Linked DNA regions of Rattus norvegicus: regions 2 and 3 are each linked to region 1. Evidence: chromatin contacts called from public Hi-C data. All regions are on one chromosome and are shown on one strand. Each heading gives the region's core, a stretch centred on a gene start, on an enhancer-like site or on the middle of the called end of the contact. The rest is flanking DNA. Distances are from core to core; before and after follow the strand shown. Region 1 holds the start of Sp3 (Sp3 transcription factor). Region 2 overlaps LOC108350397 (a long non-coding RNA gene). Region 3 overlaps LOC102546819 (a long non-coding RNA gene).

The links. Hi-C and Micro-C count contacts between places; a contact is called where the count stands out from the background.
Region 2: a Hi-C map of kidney shows a contact between it and region 1, with 1.9 times the contacts expected there. The contact joins the enhancer-like site here to the promoter of Sp3 in region 1. A contact is called at or near these places in 3 of 12 Hi-C or Micro-C datasets (hepatocytes, kidney and liver).
Region 3: a Hi-C map of Schwann cells shows a contact between it and region 1, with 3 times the contacts expected there. The contact joins the enhancer-like site here to the promoter of Sp3 in region 1. A contact is called at or near these places in 6 of 12 Hi-C or Micro-C datasets (the Rat2 cell line, Schwann cells, kidney and 2 more).

The regions. Positions count from the first base shown.
Region 1 is chr3:78,262,324-78,266,691 of GRCr8, forward strand. Sp3 (Sp3 transcription factor) reads right to left here and starts at 2,194. Exons shown (of 7, transcript NM_001427405.1): 1 at 1,514-2,194; 2 at 783-928; 3 at 215-340. The coding sequence starts at 1,520.
Region 2 is chr3:78,154,494-78,158,861 of GRCr8, forward strand. All of the region lies in intron 1 of LOC108350397 (a long non-coding RNA gene), which reads right to left. It also overlaps the pseudogene LOC134486109. Among named protein-coding and RNA genes, the nearest start is that of Sp3, 110 kb to the right of the region's middle. Within about 2 kb of position 2,033, at least 6 of the 93 cell types and tissues checked have an H3K27ac peak or open chromatin away from gene starts, as enhancers often do. A contact at or near this core is called in kidney and liver, where this site is marked.
Region 3 is chr3:78,345,787-78,350,154 of GRCr8, forward strand. It overlaps LOC102546819 (a long non-coding RNA gene), which reads left to right. Exons shown (of 6, transcript XR_010064817.1): 2 at 1-2,693. Among named protein-coding and RNA genes, the nearest start is that of Sp3, 83 kb to the left of the region's middle. Within about 2 kb of position 2,510, at least 5 of the 93 cell types and tissues checked have an H3K27ac peak or open chromatin away from gene starts, as enhancers often do. A contact at or near this core is called in Schwann cells, where this site is marked.

The DNA.
Region 1 (4,368 bases), core at 944-3,443:
GCGCGATGCCGCAGTGACAATCTCCGGAAAGCGCGGGCCGGCCTGGGTTCCCACCCGGGACGCGAGCTGGCAGGAAAGCGCGGCGGGGCCGGACAGCCCGCGCGTGGCGGCCCCGCGGCGGCGGGAGGCCTTGGGTTGGCGGGCGGGCGCGCCGCAGGCCCGGGATGGCGGGCGCGGGGCCTCGGCGGGGGCGGGCCGCGCGCGCGGGACTTACCGCTCCGGCGGCGGCGGCGGGGACCCCGGCGGCGGCGGCCGCCTCCTCCTCGTCGTCGCCCGGCGATGGCGGCCCTATCTTGCTGCAGGTAGCGGCCAGCAGAGCGAGCGGTGACGGCTGAGTGTCCTACCCGCGATGGGCGGGTTCAGAGAGGGAGACAGGGAGGGGGTGGCGGTTAGGGCCGGGCCCGCTCGCACAGGAAGTACGGCTCGCTCCGCGCCTGGCCTCGCCGGCCGGGCCCGCGCTCTCCTCCTCCGGGTCGGCGGCGCCTCTCCCTGCGCTCGGCCCGCTCGGCGGCCCGCGGCGGACGGCTGCGCGCCCGGCCTTCCCTCCGCCCGGATCCCACCCGGGAGGGCGCGCACACTTGCACACTCACACACGCACAAAAAAGGCGGCGGGCGGGGGCGCGCGGGCGGGGTCGGAGCGTTGGCGCCTCGGGCGGGCAGCTCCCGGGGCGGGGGAGGGGCGGGCGCGCGAGGGAGGGAGGGAGGGAGAGAGAGAGGAAGGGAGGGCGAGGGGAGGAGAAAGCGGCGCGCGGGGAGCCGGGCCGCGCTCAGCCGCTCCTCACCTGGGCCGCCGCCGCCGCCGCCGCGCCGTTTCCGTGCTGCTGCTGCTGCTGCTGTTGCTGCAGATACTCGCCGTGGCCGCCGCCGCCGCCGCCGCTGTCCACGTCCAAGGCAGCCATTTCCTCTTGTTTCACGGGCTTTTCGGGAGCTGCAGGCACAGCGCGGGGGGGGTGGGGCGGGGAGGAAGGCGGGTGCGGGGAGGGAGGGGGCCCGCGGGCCGCGGCCACATTAGCGCCAGCCGGCCCCGGCCCCTTCCCCTCCCCCCGGCCGCGGCCGCGGCGGCGCGCTCCCTCCTCCCCTCCTGCTGCCCCCGCCCGCCGCGGCTGTAACCCTCCTCCTCCTCGTTCCCTCCTCCTCCTCCCCGCGCTGCCCCTGCCCCCTCTCCTCTCTCCTCTCCTCTCCTCCCCTTTCCCTCCGCGGCGCTCGCTCCTCTCGCACCGTCAGTCACTCACACACGCCCGCCCGCCGCCCGCGCCCGCACACAGGGGGATGCGCTCCCGGCGGACTGGGCCGCCCGCCCCGAGCCCGGCGGGCACTCGGCGCTGGCGCTGGAGGGCTGGACGCTGGCTGGCGGGGAGGGAAGGGAGGCGGAGGGGAGTGCGGCTTTCTGCCTCCACAGACACTCGGTCGCGCACTCGGGGCCGGGAGCCGGCGGTGGCGGCCCCGGGCTGGCTGTGGGCGGCAGTGGCGGCGGCGGAGGCAGCAAGGGTTGCTCTCTCTCGGCTTTACGTACCGGTCATAGTGTGTTTAGGACACCTCAGGCGGGGCTCCCCGCCGCCTTACACATGGTGAGAAGCGAAGGCGGCGGCGGCGGGAGAGGATGCGGGAAGCGGCGGCGGACACGGCCGGAGCGGTCCGGGGATTTTTTTTTTTCCTATTTTGATTGACTGTGCGGGAAACACAAAAGGTGGAGCCTCCAGCCCAAAAGGGGGGAAGAGGGTGACAGCCCGCCCGGAAGTTCCGCCCCTCTTCCCGGCGCTCATTTGCCGCTGGGCTCTCCGTCAGCTGTGTTCATTGGTCCGGACGCCTGTCCGTCGCTTGGCCAGGCGGCGGGCTTCCTGTTTGCCCCCGGGTTGAAGGGGAGAGACAATGAGCGGCCGTGGCGCCGTAGGTTCCTGAGAACGGCCCCGGCTCGCGCGTTACCCCGGTGTGCCAGCCTCGTTCCTCGGCTACGGCTGCCAGGCCCGAGGCGCAAGCCTCTTCCACTCGTTGGCCCTTCGTGCAGGCCTTGCCAAGCTGTCGGGGAGCTGAACTGGGGAGGAAGTCCGTCCCCGGTGGCTCCGACTCCACTCGACGTTTCCTCCATCCTGGCAGCCGCCTGGACTGGATCTCCCCAGGGCATGGGCTCTCGAAGCTGGTTCTTGCCAGCGCTGCCAGGAGGCCACCACCGCTCAGCCCCAAGGCTGCCGCTGCTACTGAGCAAACCGGACCCGCCCCATGAGCCCTGGGGGAGGGAGCTGGTATTGGGGGAGACACCCCCTCCGAGGCTGGAGGAGGACTTTTTCACACACATTCAGCTCTTGGTCGCATACTCGGATACATCGCCTTCCCATCCCACCTCATCCTCCCCACCCTTAGCCCTTGGTTACCAACCATCTACTTCTGTGGACCCTGAAGACAGTCACTGACAGCAAAAAGTCTCAAGTCTCTTCATAAGGAAAAAAGGTTTTAATTCTGGCCAGTGATATCAAAGCAAGCTTAGTTATATTTTATTCAGTCAGGCACAGCCACCCTTTAAAATTAGTTTGCTGCACACACAAACTCCCTGCTTCTTAACCTAAGAAAATAAGTCAACAATGCCAACATTTATTAAAATGGTAAATCTCACCCCAAGTATCCTTCCCCTGGGAGTGCTTAGGTACATTTTCTTTACTTAGTGATTTAGGTTAACACTCCTTCCTTTCACATCCTTAATGTCTTGCAGTCATTCAGGAGAAAAAAATGTTCTGCAAACAAGAGAACATTGTCTATTACCTCTAGATACTTCTACTTTAAAAAGGTTGAATTTAAGAGGAGGAAACACTTTCCTTAATACTTTTATTAGAAATCTATCTCAAGCAAGAATAAACGACCCAATTATTGTAATTATGTTTTGTATAATGTTGTGCAAATTGAAGCATTTAAACTAGCTTAATATGCGCTACCTTAAAAAAAAATCACTGGGTGGGGAGGGCATGCATCTCAGTTTCAGAGGACTTTTTGGACTTTTGGGAGGGTGGTTGGTTGGTTTGTTTTTAAAAACAAGGTTTCATGTGTAGCCTTGTTTATCCTGAAACTTGATTTGTAGACCAGGCTAGCCTGGAACCACAGGAAATCTACCTGCCACTGCCTCTGCCTCCTGTGTGCTGGAATTCTCCCCCAACTATTTCCTGGTATTTTTTTAATACTGACAATGACACATGTTCTCTTTCTCTTGTGGCATGCAAGCAAGAATAATGCTTTTGGGCCAAAAAGCAGATAACTCAAACTATTTTGAGGCAAAGCTCTTAAGGAATGCATATTAGCAAAAGTATCACTCACCACTAAGGTAAGATTCAGTAGACTTCAACCAGGGTTGAGTCAATGTTACAGCCTATCTTAAGATGACCAAAAGCAAAATGGTCTCTTGAAAGAATACCTTTTTCTTAACTAGTGCAGATACACTCAAAGCACTCATATGCAAAACATAATACCTGTATTTAGATAAATACACACGTATAGTAACTAATACAGTATAATTGACAATGGATTAACATGTTTCAAAACAGTCATTAAATGAAAATTTAAAAGTATCGAACATCATGAATAAATCTCAAAACAATAAGGTCTGTTTTCCCCTGTCCCCAGACTTGGCCCAGTTTCTTGTCATGTTTTCTCTCAAGATTTCACAAGCTATTCCTGGCCAAGAAACAAAACCAGATCACCCTATTCCCCAGTAGACTAGGACAAAGTTGGTAATAACATCAGCTACAACTCCAAGAAAAGGAGGAAATCAAGCTAGGTCTATAAGGTACCTCACTGAATAGCTAGAAACTTTATATGGAATCATGGTCAGCAATTAGTCTTACCATATCAAACTGGAAATGTCAGTACTGTCTGGGTAGTTGGGCATTTGAGCTCTGAATTTTCTTCATCTATGCTGAGTTGGTTCAGAATATGTAGAACTTTTAAAATACAGAATGAAGAAACTAGTTACAGAAGGATGTTTTAAAACATAGCAAGTTATGACTATATATGGATATAATAACTGTTAGAGTCAGTCTTAATTGTCAATTTAACACAATCTAGAATCAGCTGAGAAGACCATCTTCTCTAGGGGTTATCTGGATCAGGCTGACCTGTGTCTATGAGGGACTGTCTTCATTAAGTTAACTGATGTGGAAAGACATAGCCCACTGTGGATGGCACCATTTCCTGGATTTATTTGGGTCCTGGACCATATAAGAGCAGAGACAATAGGCTGAGTTGTAAACATGCAAGCATTCATTCTCTTTGTGTATGGATTTGATGTGCCCTGAAGTCCAATGTGACTGAAGTTCCTGTTTCCTTGGGTTCCCTCCTAGAAAGGACTGAAATAAACATTTCTCCTCTAAGTTGCTCTTTGTCAGG
Region 2 (4,368 bases), core at 783-3,282, 110 kb before region 1:
CTAAAGTTAAGGGATATTTGAGGGGCTGTCCCTTATGTATGTGGTATGGAAACCTAACAGAAACAAAACTGAACAAAAACCTCATCCCTATTCCTACCCAACAGCACCCGGCTATTTGCCAAACCAACGAAGCTTAATCCTGAGCTCTGTCAGTGACCTTGTCTGGTGCGTGTACCAACTATCCCAGCACACTGCTGGTTCTGGGAAGGCTGCACAGAGTTCAGAGTTGAACTATGTCCTCCTATCCTTTACCTTCGCATTTGACTCACTCTCCTAAACACACGTTCATTCCTGTTATAGTTTGAAATATCAGGGGTGTGGGGCTCAGTTCTTTGGTGCTGCTTCTCGCTGTTTTGAGGGTCAGTGCTGGGTTGCCCTGTTTCTCCTGGCTTTGGCCTCCTGTGTACTAGGATTACAGGTCTTGTGCCACAAAGTCTGTTCCAATTATTTTTGAGATTACAATATAATTACATTATTTCTACCCTAAAGACAACCTGGAATGAAGTTGGCACTGTTGGATATATGTCAAATACAATGCCACATTTGAATCTTTAAAATGTAACTCCTGGACCAGGGATGTGACACAGCTGGTAAAGAGGTGGCCTTGCAAGTGCAGGACCCTGAATTCAGAGAGCTCCAGGCCAGTGATAGACCCTGCCCTAAAAAATAATAATACAAACAGTACTTGAGGAATGATGCCTAAAATTATCTTCTGGCCTATCTGAACACCTGCACACATACACACACACACACACACACACAGATAAATACATACATATACACACATAACACATATATAATATGCATGCATATACACATATACATACACATACATATAAACATACATACATACACAAACATATATACATACACACATATACATACACATAAACATATATACATACATGCATATATACACATAGATATATACATACATATACATGCACATACATGCATGCATGCATCATATATACACATGCATACATACACCTACATGTATACATACACATACACACATATACATACATGCATATATACACACATACACACATACATACATAAAAACAACTCCATTTGCATCGCGTCTCAGCCAGCCACTCTCCAAACACACCCTCAGAAAGGAGAATGCTTAGCAAACTAAGTGAGACATGTTTGTCCCATTTATACGAGTCATAACTTTGCAATGCTTACCAGGTAGGTGTTTTCCCTCCTTTGACATTTAAGATTCTAAACGTAGCCTAGATGACTCTGTGTCAAAGGCCTCCTCCCTCAAATAAAACAAGCACTGTATGAATCATTAACACAGCATGAAATCTAGATGTGGAAATGTAAATTCATAAATATCCAATGAAAAAGGCAAGGAAAAAGAAACCTGGATGTGAAGTTTCACGCCTGTAACCCAAGCATTTGGGAGGCAGAGGCAGGAGGACTGCAAGTTCACAAACAGTATGTGCTGTATACATAGCAAAGACCCTGTTCTCAAAAGACAAAAAGTAAACAAAGCACTATGAAAAGAAAGGATTATATGGTTACATTAGGTAACACCACCCCCCAACCCGCAGTAACTATATCTGGCTTCTTAAAAGCCCTTCTCAGCTCTTGATGAACATAACTTGGGGAGCTGGGGTACAGCTATGGTGAACAGTCACCTTAAGCCAGTGGCTTTCCAGTTCATTGTCTCATACTCAGTAATAATATGGAAACAGAGTTAGCAAGAGGAATAGGTTTTCAAAGGTAAAGTAGAAAAGACCTCCTGAGAGTGATACTGAGTTCAGTGGTTTTTGTAAGACTTACAGTGGGAAGTGGAGGGACACTTCGTGGCATAATCTTTATTGTGATTGGTCATCCTCAGCTCATCACGGGCCGAACACCATCAGGAGAGTGGTCACTTTATCTACTCTCTCTTCCAACTCACAATATTCATTTGGTAGCCTATTAACTGAATCATTTTCTATGCGACCAGCTCACAGTCCACCATGGGCCCTGCCCTTACTTCCTGCCTTATCAGGGCCCTGGCTGTGACCCAAAGAACAAACTGTCAGCCTCTCATTTTAGGGCCCTTGCCATTTTCTTTCCGAGCAGGGTTTCAGGGTGCACTGAATATGACCTTTGCCCTCCTTGTCCTGAGGCCAGGAAAACTTAAGGTTCATAGGGAGGCAGGTGTAAACAGAAGACCAAAGTGCACTGTTAATCGGGAACTGAGAGCACCAGTTAGGGAACCCAAGAGGAGGTGGATGTTCTTCCTGGCAATGACTTGAGAGAGTCTCAGATAATGATCTGCCAGAGGACACCTGCTCAGGACAAGTATAAACAGGTTGAGTTCCACAGCTCACCAAGACAGAAGCCAAGTTAGAAGGAAGAAAAACATCTGCACCAAAACAAAGAAACAAAAAAGAAAAAACAAAACCCAGGTGCGAAAGGAACCTAAAATGTCTCCAGAAAAAAAAGGAGAAACAGGGCAACAGGCTTGGAGAAAGAGGCTGAGACCATCCTGTTGACAGGGAATGAATGCAGCTGGAGGGAGCACAAGAGCAGGGCCCGCACAGGCCTGCTTTGTAAAGCTCTTTGTAAAGCTACCAGTGGGAGGGGAGCAGGGGAGAGCCTGAGAGTAGGGCCCTGGGCCACTGAAAAGCTTCTGTATAGCTTGAAGAGCCAAGAAGGGCCTGAGGTATCTTGGTTTTGAAGATAGAAAAGACTCACCAGGCAACATATAACCCACTGGTGACCTTGAGGATGTGGTCTCCAAGAAAAGAGGTCAAAATCTTTCTATAAAACATTGACAAGAGAAATAAATTACGCCGCAAGGTCATGGGGGCAACATTGATAGTTTCTTACTGAACTGAGGTATGAGGGAAGAGACCATTAAACACAATAGAACTTTTATGGGACTGGCCAGAGATCAAGAAGAATTCTAAATCTCTTTCCCATATTAATCCCTTATTCCCCACAATCTCATGAAGTAGACCCCATCCCACCCCACTTATCAAGGTATAAGGTGAAGCTTAGAGAGGTGAGCTGTCCCCATGATCAGCCAGCAGGGATGACCCCAGCAGGGATTACACAGCTTTACTTAGCTTTACTGTCACTCACCCTGAGGCATGCTGGATGGAGCCAAAGAGAAAGTTGGTTGACACAATGGTGAGCATCTTCCTCAGAGACCGTAGGAGATAGGGAAAGTTAAACAATGTGGAATGAGGAGAATGATCTTCTGTGAATTCCCATTGGTGTTCAGCTTCTACAGACACAGACAGGCAGAGTCTACCTGTCTACAATTTTACCAGCACGACCAGGAGGAGCGCCAGTCATCACCAAATAAGGCCAGGCTTGGATGGTGGGAGGACGAGAACTCACTGGTTCAATCTCAGACTTGCATCTACCTCTGTGGCTTGAATGTGTCCCTCAAATTTCATGCATTAACACTTAATGTCCAAATGCCTATGTTCATGGTAGTTAGAGATAATTGGGTTGAGTACCCTCCTCGTGCATGAATTAATATATCAGTGGAGTGATGGATTAATGTTATGGAAGGAGTGCTTTTCTTTCTTTTTTTCTTTCTTTTTTTTTTTGTACAAAATCAAGCTTTCTCTGACATGCCTGTTCTATCTTCCCATGTCTGCCACAACATGATGTAGCAAGAAATTCCGTAGGAAACAAAAGCTAGGTGCCATGCTCTTAGGCTTCCCAGCTCCCAGAACAGTAAACTAAATTAAACTGTTTTGGTGAAGTACATAAGGTCTAGTGTTTGTTATAGCAATAAAAATAAACCAAGACGCTAACCTTTGTGAAATCTATTGAAAATTACAAGACTATCTCCTCTTAAGAAAGAATAAAGCAAAAAGTAAATGTATCCCACCATTCTGGGACTCCCAAATATCAACTTAATGGACAGCACACACCTTTAATCCCAACACTTGGAGGTAAAGACAGGTAGAGCTCTTTGAGTTCAAAGCCATCCTAATCTACATAGTGAATTTCAAGATAGCCAAGGCTACATGGAGAGACCCTGACTCAAAGGAAATCAATTTAATGGTTTCACAGATGGTGAAAAGGAGTGTATAGAGCTGGGGTTAGAGGTGGATCTAAAACAACCACCCAATATGGATTCTCCCCAGCCCCGTGGTGAAACTGTCTTCAGGCCACTTGTGAAACAAGTGTGCTAAGAGTGACAGCAGCCCTTCTGCTCTCACAGACTGGACATATTTTGAAGTGTGAGTGATTGATATTACATCTGATCAGGATTTGCCCTGACCTCTCTGGAAGCCCCCTAATGATGAGTGTACCTATGAGACTTGAGTGCAGCCTGGACCTCCAGGGCATGGCCTACAGTGGCCACACTTCACTGTCCCTCCTGCCTTGTGCCACTCAGTG
Region 3 (4,368 bases), core at 1,260-3,759, 84 kb after region 1:
ATTGGTTTTAGAGGAGACAGACATTCAACCTGGCAGGGCATGGTGGTGCCCACCTGGAATCCTGGCACTAAGCAGGTTTGAGACCAGTTTGGGCTACTTAGAGTTCCAGGTCAGCTTGCATTACATAGTGACACCTTGTCTGGGAAAACACATCAATTACCAGACCATAGGCGGGTGGTTTGCAGAATCAGACCTGGACTCCAATTCTTTCACTGCTGCTTCCTGGTTGTGCAGCTTTGGGAAGATTTCGAAACTTCTCTGACCCTCGGTTTTGTCATTTATTCAAGGGGGAGTTGACCGTGCCCACTCTGCGTGGCTGTGGTAATGTCCTAAGGAGATACTTTTTCTTAGGCCACATCCCATACTTTGGATACATGCACTCATCAAACACTCGCTGGGAGTGCCTGGGAAAGCACACCCATGTGAGTCAAGTCAAATGGGAGAGAGAATCCATGAGGTCAGTGCTAAAACGGTAGTGCTGGGATGTTCTGAGGTGAGAACTTCACAGGGTTCCTGCAAGGCCTTGGAGTTGCACTCTCTGCAGTGGTGAGTTTGATGGTCTGTGCTGTTGAGAAAAGAGTGCGCTCCTGCAGGGACAGACACTCCAGGGCAATGTATTCGGTACTTTAAGAGTCCAGCACGCGGCTAGATCTCCTTGGAAAAATAGCTTGACCTATGGGCAGGGCCGTGGTAAGGAAATGGGTCACAGGCAAGCAGCACCGGGCTTTAAAGGAACATTTCCAAAGGCCATGTGTCCCCGATATGGTAAGCCTTGAATTTAGAAAGCAGTCAGTGGTGGAACTTGGTTACGCTATATTGACAGAGGAGCGGGAGTTGTGGGGGGCATTAATTAATAACTAGAAGGAAATGCTGGGTCTTGATCTTTTCCCAGCCTTATTCCTGGAAGGGGAAGAGAAAGCCAGGGTGGGAACCAGGCCTGACCCTAGGAGGTGCAGAGTGAAGCTTGTAGCTACCTTGCTACCATTTCATCCGGTCCATTCCCCATGGCACCTACCCCATGTATTTTGAAGTTACTTTTTTTTTAACATATAGTTTTATGAAGTATAGTGTGATAATCATATACCCGGTGTGTGCGCCTGTGCGTGTGTGTGTGTGTGTGTGTGTGTGTTGATTTGTTGTGTGTTTGTTTTTTGAGGTGCTTGGGATGGCACCAGGGCCTCGAGCATGGCAGATCGGCACTCGACACCAGCCTACATCCTCAGCACCCCCTCGAGTCATAGAAAAACACTAGAATCCAATTCGTATCTCTGGTGAGATTACCCAACCTCCTCCTGTCCTGCCCCTACACCGTATGAAAGAAATTCTGATCACACATTTCCAGTATGTTTTTACCACATGTATACATGATATTCAATTTGATTTTTTTTAAAAAGGATACATTTATTTTATGTCTGAGCACTCTATCTACATGTACGCCTGCGTGCCAGAAGAGGACATCGGATCCCATTACAGACGGTTGCGAGCCACCATGTGGTTGCTGGGAATTGAACTCAGGACCTCTGAAAGAGCAGTCAGTGCTCGTAACCTCTGAGCCATCTCTCCAGCCCCCTGATTTGATTCTTTAAAAAAAGAGTATTTCCATTATTTTAAAGTGTGTGTGTGTGTGTGTGTGTGTGTGTGTGTGTGTAGCTGGAGTTACAGGTGGTTGTGAGGAACCCCATGTGGGTGCTAGGAATAGAACTCAGGTCTTCTGGAAGAACAGTTGGGACTCTTGATCCATCTCCCCAGCCCCTGATGGTTACATTTTCCTTTTTAAAGGCAAAGGAGTGAGAACTCCAAGCATCCACTTTCCATCCAAAGTAAGTGTATCTTCCTATGATCTCTTTTCTGCTGTCACGACCCGCTATGGTTTTCCATATCCTCGCTCTGTTTCTAGAAAACAAGGAAGAGAAGACAGCATCCTGGTGGCTTTGAGCAGGCCACTAGGACACCAGACCCATGTCAGCCCTGGGCTGAGAGGTCAGTGCTCCCTGTCCCCAGGGACCTGGCCTCAGGGACCAGAGAGTCTCAGCCTCACCCACTGCACACATGCATAAGGAGGCCTGCTGCCTCATTCCAAATCATTTTTCTAAGAACAAAAGTATGGACAAATAAGTATTTCCATCTTTATTTCAAATTCTAGGTTTCAACGACAATATTAACGCTACTCCGCAGTGCCGTAATAATATATCATTATTTCTATTTTACAGCTCTTCCCTTAAAGTAGCAAAGCGAATGTTTAAAACAGCAAAACTCGCAGCCCCACAATTCCCCATTCAGGCTCAGAATCTGTACTCTCCTTTCAGAATTGCACATAATTGAAAACAATGCAAACCCCCGATGTGCTAAATGCTGCAGTCATTAAAGCATTTTTTTTTAAATTTTTGGGATAAAAGATCGTTCTTGTGGTTGGGGTTATTATTTATTTATTTTTAGAAACCCCAAACAGGCTTGCTTCCTGTTCCCAGACTGACATCTGCTGGGGACCACGGGCTGGCGGGCTTGGGAGGCAGGCCCGCAGCCGGCTGCCACTCGGCGCCCTGGGGCTCCTCAGAGCCACCCGCGAGCCTGCGCGCTGAACTCGCTGGGTCCGGATCCGAGTTCAGCAACCTCCCGGGAACCCCACTTTCTCCCGCTCTTCTATCAGCTGAGATAAGGCCCAGAATGACACTGTCTTGGCACAGGAGCTCCAGGTTAGTGACTCTGGCAGGGACTTGGTAGGCAGGGAAGAGTTGGACAGAAATGGGAGCGTGGGCAGGATGTGTGACCCCACCGTATGATCCTCTCCCCGGTGCCACCAGGCCTGTGAATTGTTTTGCCTCCTTCAGGATGCGGCTGTATGCATGCGACTCACTTTTTTTTTTTTTTTTTTTTTTTTGCATTGTTTTCTCTGCCCTGCTCATTCAGTCCTGTAAGGGAGATCCCAGTTCTACTCTCTTCGTATTTGACAACCAGGAGCCAAGCTACCTTTGCAGAATGAGGTCAGAGGGGGGCCCTGGCCTATTTCTCAATCTTCTCTCTTTATGGCAGCCAGGCTCCTCCTCCCACCACTCGCCTCCTGGTCTGCCCCCTCCCCATCTTGGGAAAAAGTCTTGGAAGGCTTTCGGTGTGGAAAGATCCTTTGCCCTCCTCACACCCACACTTCAGTGGGTGTTACCTACATCAGGTGACCAGCCCGACCCTCCCGTTTCTAACCTCTTACTGAAATGCTCGTCTTCCTCCCCTAAAACTATTTTTGTAAGATTTGTGTGTATTGCCTTTAACTGTAAGTATATAGGGTTGGGGTATGGGAACATGAGTGCTGGGGTGGGGCCCTGATCCCCTTGGAGCGGAGATACAGGCAATGTGGATGCTGGGAATTGTACCCCTGCCCTCTGCAAGAGCAGCAAGCATTGTGGGTGCCAAGCCATCTCGCCAGCTCCCCCTGAACTATTTTATTTTGCAAGGCAGCCTCAAGCCCATTTAAGTACCTTTAGTGGAAACTCAGGGACACAGAAAGTCCCTTAGCCTGATATTCAGATGCCACATCCCATCCAGCGGGTGGGGGTGAGTGGAGGGTGTGTCCCCAATGCCTGGGCGCCCGTGGTGGGGGCCCCAGGAATGATTTGAGAGGTGAAGAGGGGGACTAACGGCGGAGTTACTGAGTAGAAGGTCCAATATCAGATGGAAAGTCTGGCTCGACTTCGCTGTGGTTGATTTTAATTTTAGAAAAGGGTTAGACTTACGGAAAAGTTGCAAGAACATCCCACAGACTTCCTGTACACCCTACGACCATTTTCTCCTCTATTTGCATTGCTAGTTGAGACTCTGTGCCCTCGAGGAAGGCCTGTGTGATACTTTGGCAGCACAGAGAATACTTCTGCAGAATGACCACGGCAAGGAGAGGAGGGGCTCTGAGGACACCGTGAGAGGGTGTTCTCGTTTTCTGTTACCTTCCAGTCCCTGTAAGTGACACTAGATGCAGATGGAACACACACACACACACACACGCACGCACGCACGCACACACGCACACGCACGCACACGCACGCACACACGCACACACACACGCACACACGCACGCACACACGCACACACACACGCACACACGCACGCACGCACACACACACGCACGCACGCACGCGCGCGCGCAAACACACAAAGAAAAGAAAAGAACAAAAGAAAGGGTTTGTGTAGTTTGGGCAAACCACATGTACTCTTTATCCTGTTGGCATCGATATTCACATCGGCCTCTGAGAGCATCCATCCATCCTCATGCCCTGCAGGGGTGCTCTCTGATGTAGGGAGTACGTGGTACTTTATCATCCGCCTAAATAAGAAAAAGTCTGGATTCCACACCACATCTGGCACTCTGAGCTTCCCACCCGT